Linked DNA regions of Sus scrofa: region 1 is linked to region 2. The links are chromatin contacts, called in public HiChIP or PLAC-seq maps. All regions are on one chromosome and are shown on one strand. The core of a region is the stretch at or near the end of the contact, and the rest is flanking DNA. Distances in the headings are between cores, read along the strand shown. Region 1 overlaps LPP (lipoma-preferred partner). Region 2 overlaps LPP (lipoma-preferred partner).

Region 1 (3,126 bases), core at 626-3,125, 180 kb before region 2:
TCTTCATTTACCTTTGGAAGGAAATTCCACTAAAGAAATGAGCCCCCAAATGACTGAACTCTGTCAGCCATTTGTAAGATTTCAGCTGTTGATGAGTTTCAGTAGTGGTGCTAATACCCAGATAGTGGTCTAGCCCCCATTCTCTTGCATTCTCTTCCATAGTGTTTGTTCACCATATGCCAAGACCAAAATAATGGTGTTCCCTCTCCCAAGCCATTCTCAAATTGCCAGCTGACAATGTCTTTCTAGAAAAGAAAAAACATAAAATCCTTACTACTTCACATTACATCATATTTACTGCATCATGTGATCTGAAACATCATATGGACTCTATCTGCAAAGCTTTCAAAAATACAAATGGACAACATCATAAAGGGTGGTTTGGTGGACCATTACACTAAGACTATTGTTGCTCTTGTCACGGATATATTTTTTAATTAATTATTATTTTTTTTTTTTTGTCTTTTCTAGGTCCACTCTAGCGGCATGTGGAGGTTCCCAGGCTAGGGGTCTAATTGGAGCTGCAGCCACCGGCCTATGCCAGAGCCACAGCAACGTGGGATCTGAGCTGCGTCTGCAACAGCTCACGCTACAAAGCTGGATCCTTAACCCACTGAGCAAGGCCAGGGATCAAACCCGCAACCTCATGGTTCCTAGTCGGATTCGTTAACCACTGAACCACGACAGGAACTCCTTGTCACTGATACTTTTAAGAAGACTGTCTGTATTTTGCAAAACACTGTGCCAATTTCCCTTCACTTCTTAGGTTATAAACTCAATCCTGTTACCTAAATAGATGACCAGAGAAACTGAGGAGGGAGCTACTTTTTAACTGTGTACCTGCTCCGCAATTGAGTGACAAAGACAGGCGTGAGAGAAACCTTTGCTTCCACATCAACTCCTCCATTGCCTCACCCTTTTTAGGCCACACCAAGGACCAGAAATGAATCTACCCCATGTGGTCAATGCAGGATTTATCCGGGCATTTGCTGAACCTGCTCACGATTTATTTTTATTCCTTCCGATAGACGTGGATTTGGCACAGGAGAGGGAATTCTTTTCTGGAACAGCAGATGTGCCTGGTACACTCATTTGCTATAACCATTTGTGCTGTGGTTGAAAAAAAAAATTGTTTTAAGAGTGCAGAATTGTTGAAGGGGGAGGGTTAAAAAACCAGAACCATTTTAGCGATTATGCAAAGTTAGAATGTGAGTAATTTTGCTGCAGTTAGTCATTATGTGCTTTCATAGCTTGTTTTACAAGGATAAAGGGATATGTACAGGTTTGGTGAATAGAGCTCTTATTTGTGCCTAATAGTCGCTTTTTATGAAAACATTTTCCACCCTTTCTCCCACTCTGTGGCAAAAGTGCTCTCTCCTTAGAAATTATACCCTTCTGTGATTCAGCCTTTTTATCTATCTACAATAAATGGACAAACAGCATCCATTTATGAGAACAAATATGTTAGGAGAAGAGAAACTTCATCTTCCCATACAGTATATAATGTGGATGATGTATTTGAATCATAATAATATAGTGATCATTTAAAAATGAGCATGTTTTCTGCAAAAAAAGGGAAAAAAAACTGAGCAAACATCTAGTGGCTGTGCCATGAGCTTGATGTGCTGTAAATATGGTGTGGTTTCAGCATTTTATTGGAGATATTTGATAGGTCTTAGCAAATTTTTTTCACCATATTCTCTAAAGACTGTAACTCACCACCTATTCCTTTTTTGCTTTGCTTTCGGTCACCCAAATTTCTTTGGACATATGTGAACGCAGGTCTGTTTGTTTCCACTGATGCAAATATAGCCACTTGCTCACACTGGTGGCTTGTCTCACTGAATTCCACTACTATTTTGGAAACTCCTGTATGAAAACACAGCAACCCAACCAATCCCCATTGAGCCTCGTGGGTGATTTCTACTCAGTGCTGCCCAGTGTCTATACACCGAGGTTCACTTTTGTTAAAAAACAAAACTGAATTTGTTGCCGTTTTATAGGCTTGTTACTAAGTCTGGACATTTTGGTGTGATGGCAGGAATGCTGGCATTAAGGTTCCAACAGTGGTCTTGGAAAGGTGGATTCTAATTCTGACCCGTCAAGGCCTTATCACCTTTGACAAATCTTTCCTGTGCCTAGTTTCCTTGAGGAAAAGGTAGAAATTTATGACTTTCAAATTCCTACAAGTTCTAATGCTCTGTGATTCTGTAAAGAATATTGTGTATTTTAATGATGCACAATTAAGTCACTTTTATTTCTTGCTCAAAAATTCCATCTGCCCCAGATTACTCTTTTCAGACTGTGTCTCAAAGACTGCCACATTTTAACTTCCACCCCATCAGCAAGTGTAAGACTTGGGGGTTTCCTGAGAAAAGGGATCTCACCCTTCTATCTTTTTGTCTTTTAATGACCTCTGAATAGCAGTAATAGACTGTAATGATTGGTTCTATTATGGTAGTTGTGTATAACCGAAGGCTCTGAACAAGGCTCACCACATCTCCTGTTACCTACAGCTAAGAAACCTAAAATGTGTAAAAACAGAATTTATTTTTTAAATTAGTTTAAGTTACGAGTCTGCTATCATACTTAAATACTTCATGGATAAATAACTGATGGTTTGGCTTCACAAAACTGGTGGGAAAAGAATAACGTGGGATGGTTATTGTTTAGCCAACTACTGCCATTTTGTTTTGTTTTATTATATGTCTCTCTCATAGACTCTACCAATAATACATTATTGAAATAATCTTATTCATTAAATAAATACATATGGGTGTATGTTTGCTAGACACTAAGCCTACCATGTTGAGTGAGAAAGACAAAGTCTCCGTCCATATGAAGCTTGGAGCAGAAGAGAATACTAAAGGAGGAATTGCAAAACAGTGGACAGTGGTTTTAAGTGCAGTCTGTTAAAGGAATATCAGTGATAGACACTTTACCTAGACTTAGAGACTTGGGAACGGCTTTCCAGAATGTCATTCACTGGAAATCTGAAGGATTAATTCTAGTTAGAAGTTGGGAGGAGGGGACAGGTTGGAAAACATTCAAATCAGGTAACTGCAGGATAGCTGGAGCATCATATTCCAGGGGATGGGATAGAAAAGAGGAGACTGGAAAGCAAAG
Region 2 (3,139 bases), core at 151-2,650:
TATTTTTCTGAGACTTTTTCACTCAAAATTGTAAGACTAGGGTGTATAAATATGTATGAATTATATGATAATTATTTAAGAAAATCTAAGGAAACCTAAATTATTTATTAGTAACCTAGCAAAATCAAAATAGAAATTTACATTTAGAAAATAAAATGGGAAAAAAATCTTTATGAAGAAGCAACAAAAACAAAATACCTAGGTAAACCTTTAAAAGGGTAAATGATCTAAGTGAAGAATGCTATAAAATTTTACAGGGATAATTAACTCAGGAGCAAAATGATTGGAGGATTGAATATGCTTTGGAAAGCACCTCTCACTTTAACAGGCATTTATATCATCACCCTGTAATTATACAACAGCTCAACTTTCAGTGGGAGAATAGTTACTGCACTGTCCTTTGCTGATGGATTTTATTTAGCCTTTTCCCCTATAGAGCCCCTAGCCCTTTGCTGATTTTCATTACTGCCCACCACATCCCTGCAGGCTATACGGCCCTCCCTGGAAAGGGTAGTAAGGCTCCCACCTGGAAGAAGATGGCCCAGAATAATAGAGACCTAGCCAGACATACCTTTTGCCACAGTCTGCTATCCCAAACTCTACTTTTTTCTCTTGTCATAGAGATAGAATGCTTTTTAAGAGCCAGGAGGAACCTTAGAAATTCAATAACGTCATTTTATAGCTGAGAAAACCTAAAGCCTGAGAAAGCTGACTGATTTGCCTGAGGTTATATGGTTTATTAATGTCAGAGGCAGGAATAGAAACCATGAGCCTTGATGATGCCTTCAAAGAACTGCTTTCTTTGGGACTGACATGAGAGGTTTAACCATATGTGACTACAGGGCCCAGAGTAACATCCCTAGAAAATACTGGATTGCATAAATTTTGGTTGGAGAGTTTAGACATAAGACAGAAGTTGCTTCAGCCCTAACCAGAATGGAGAGTCTCAGATTTCCAGGTTACATGCCTCTGAAACTTTATGCTAGAACTTTCCCACTGCCCTAGTTTGTTTATTTTTAAATCAAGCATGAACTCACCACTTGGTGTTTGCCAGAGTTTGGATGAATGTCAGCATCAGGCCGCTGTAATAATGGTTTAAGATTATTTAATCCTATTACTTATACACTTCATTAGGCTGAGTGAATTGTTGGCAGTGGTTCAGTAAACTTCCTACTTTAGAGATAGATAAAAGGTTGGAAAGAAAATGGGGAAGGAGTCTGTTCCTTGTTTTCTTTCATATTTATCCTATATCTCCTAAAGGATGAAGGAATGATAATTACTCAGTACAGTGCAAAATCTGTATTAGTAGGGTCTTTTTAACTGGACTGTACCCTCAGAACCGAAAAATGAATACATTTTCGATTAGAATTAAAGATTTGGGCAGAGGAGATAGAGGGAGGAAAGGAGAGAGAGAGAGAGAGAGTGTGTGTGTGTGTGTGTGTGTGTGAGAGAGAGAGAGAGAGAGAGAGATTATGCTTTCAAACTGATCTTAAAAATAAACCAGAAAATAAGTTGGAAGAGTCCTAAGTAAGATATTCAATCTTTCATTTAGGGGGCCTGAGATGAGGCAGCAAATATTTTTAGAGAAAGAATATGGAATTTAACTTCAGACACTAGTCTGCATTCACTTCATTTCTTTTAGCTTAAATTTCCTCACAAATAGAATGAAAATGGTATTTCTTACCCCAGTGGCTAAGTGAGGGTTCAGAGAGGCTGATGGGGCTGAATAAAACTCAAAGTGTGGAGGCTCTGAGCAGTAAATAACTGCATAGACTGAGGCTCAGGAACATATGTACAGAACCTGCAGAAGAGAAGTTTGTGTAGCTTGAATCCCCAAAGGACAGTTATTCTTCCATGTTTCAGTCTCCAGAATGTTATCTGCACACTGCTGGTTTGAGAGCTTGAAGAGTCTGAGGACCAGTCACCAGTCATGAGCCTCAGGGAGCTTGGTTTTCCCAAAATGTGCCAGAGGCCACCTGCTTTGGAATCACCCTGAAGTCCTCATTAAAAACAAAATTCTGGACTACTCCCCAGAATTCCTGCACAAGAAGCCAGGAAGTTAGCATTGTTTATAAGGCTCTTGGAGAAGGTTCCTTTGCACACCCAGATTTGAGATCTATGTGCCTAGACCTCCAGCCCAGCTCGTGTAAGAAGCAGTCCTGAAACACTTCACTTTTACCCCACACGCCTCTCCTCCACATTCCTTTTACAATACTGGGCCAAACTGGACACTTCTCCCAGACATTGCTATCTTAGCCTTCTCTCTCTGTGCCCAGCCTGCTGTCTGCCTTGTACCTTTCTCCATCTCCACCATTTGAAAATCTATCTCATCCAACCTTAAAAAAGCTTTCCTGGAACTTCCCTAAATAGATGGGGCCTTTTCTGAACATGCAAGGCTTTTATTTCTCCCTCTCTCATAGGTTTTAACCTTCTACAATTGGTGTTATAGCCATTTGAGATTTTTGGCATATTCCCTTATGAATTTGAAACCATTATTGGGGTGGGGGTTATCACATTTTATTCTTTTTTTCTTTCCCTTAGTTCTTGTCCCAACGGGTGTGCCTCTGGTTGCTTTGATATTTATTTGGGGCGGGTGGCTGGAGGGGAATTGGGTTTCCATTTAGATCCCAGTGTCTCCTAAGAGAGTCTTTGACTCTTTGTCCTTTGCTGTACCTTGGATTTGGGACTCTATGTGTGTATAAGAAGCAGAGAAGAGAACTTGGCTTGGGGAGCCTGTCAGCAGTCATTGCTGAAATGTAAATGTAAAAAATTGAAAAGAAGGATGTGAGAGTGAAGCCAGCTGTCTTGCTTCCAGCTGTAGAATTATCATAAGAGCTGTTGCACTCAAGGGCAAATGCACAGGCCCAACTTGTAGATGAAAATTGCTGGGGAGTTTGGGTGGAAATTCTCTGATATTCTGATGACTTTGAATGGGGACATGGTAATTCCTTCCCCTAGTCAGGCTTACTTAAAAAAAATAAAAAAAAAAAAAGAACTTACTTCCTGGATCTCTCTTTTGCTCACCTCCCTGCAGAATCAGAGGATGCCAGGCAAGGCTGGCATCATCTTTATTGCAAGGCAAGAAGGCAAGTGCTCTTTTTGAGTGTTTCATAGTAACAAGCATCTGATATACTGTCAG

What was found. HiChIP or PLAC-seq counts read pairs in DNA pulled down with a chosen protein or histone mark.
Region 1: an H3K27ac HiChIP or PLAC-seq map of skeletal muscle shows a contact between it and region 2. The contact joins two enhancer-like sites. A contact is called at or near these places in 1 of 47 Hi-C or Micro-C datasets (epiblast stem cells) and 2 of 2 datasets of contacts at active chromatin or transcription factors (alveolar macrophages and skeletal muscle).

The regions. Positions count from the first base shown.
Region 1 is chr13:126,187,801-126,190,926 of Sscrofa11.1, forward strand. The region is part of intron 5 of LPP (lipoma-preferred partner); the gene reads left to right. Among named protein-coding and RNA genes, the nearest start is that of MIR28, 93 kb to the right of the region's middle. Within about 2 kb of position 1,876, at least 2 of the 83 cell types and tissues checked have an H3K27ac peak or open chromatin away from gene starts, as enhancers often do. A contact at or near this core is called in skeletal muscle, where this site is marked.
Region 2 is chr13:126,367,286-126,370,424 of Sscrofa11.1, forward strand. The region is part of intron 8 of LPP (lipoma-preferred partner); the gene reads left to right. Among named protein-coding and RNA genes, the nearest start is that of MIR28, 87 kb to the left of the region's middle. Within about 2 kb of position 1,401, at least 7 of the 83 cell types and tissues checked have an H3K27ac peak or open chromatin away from gene starts, as enhancers often do. A contact at or near this core is called in skeletal muscle, where this site is marked.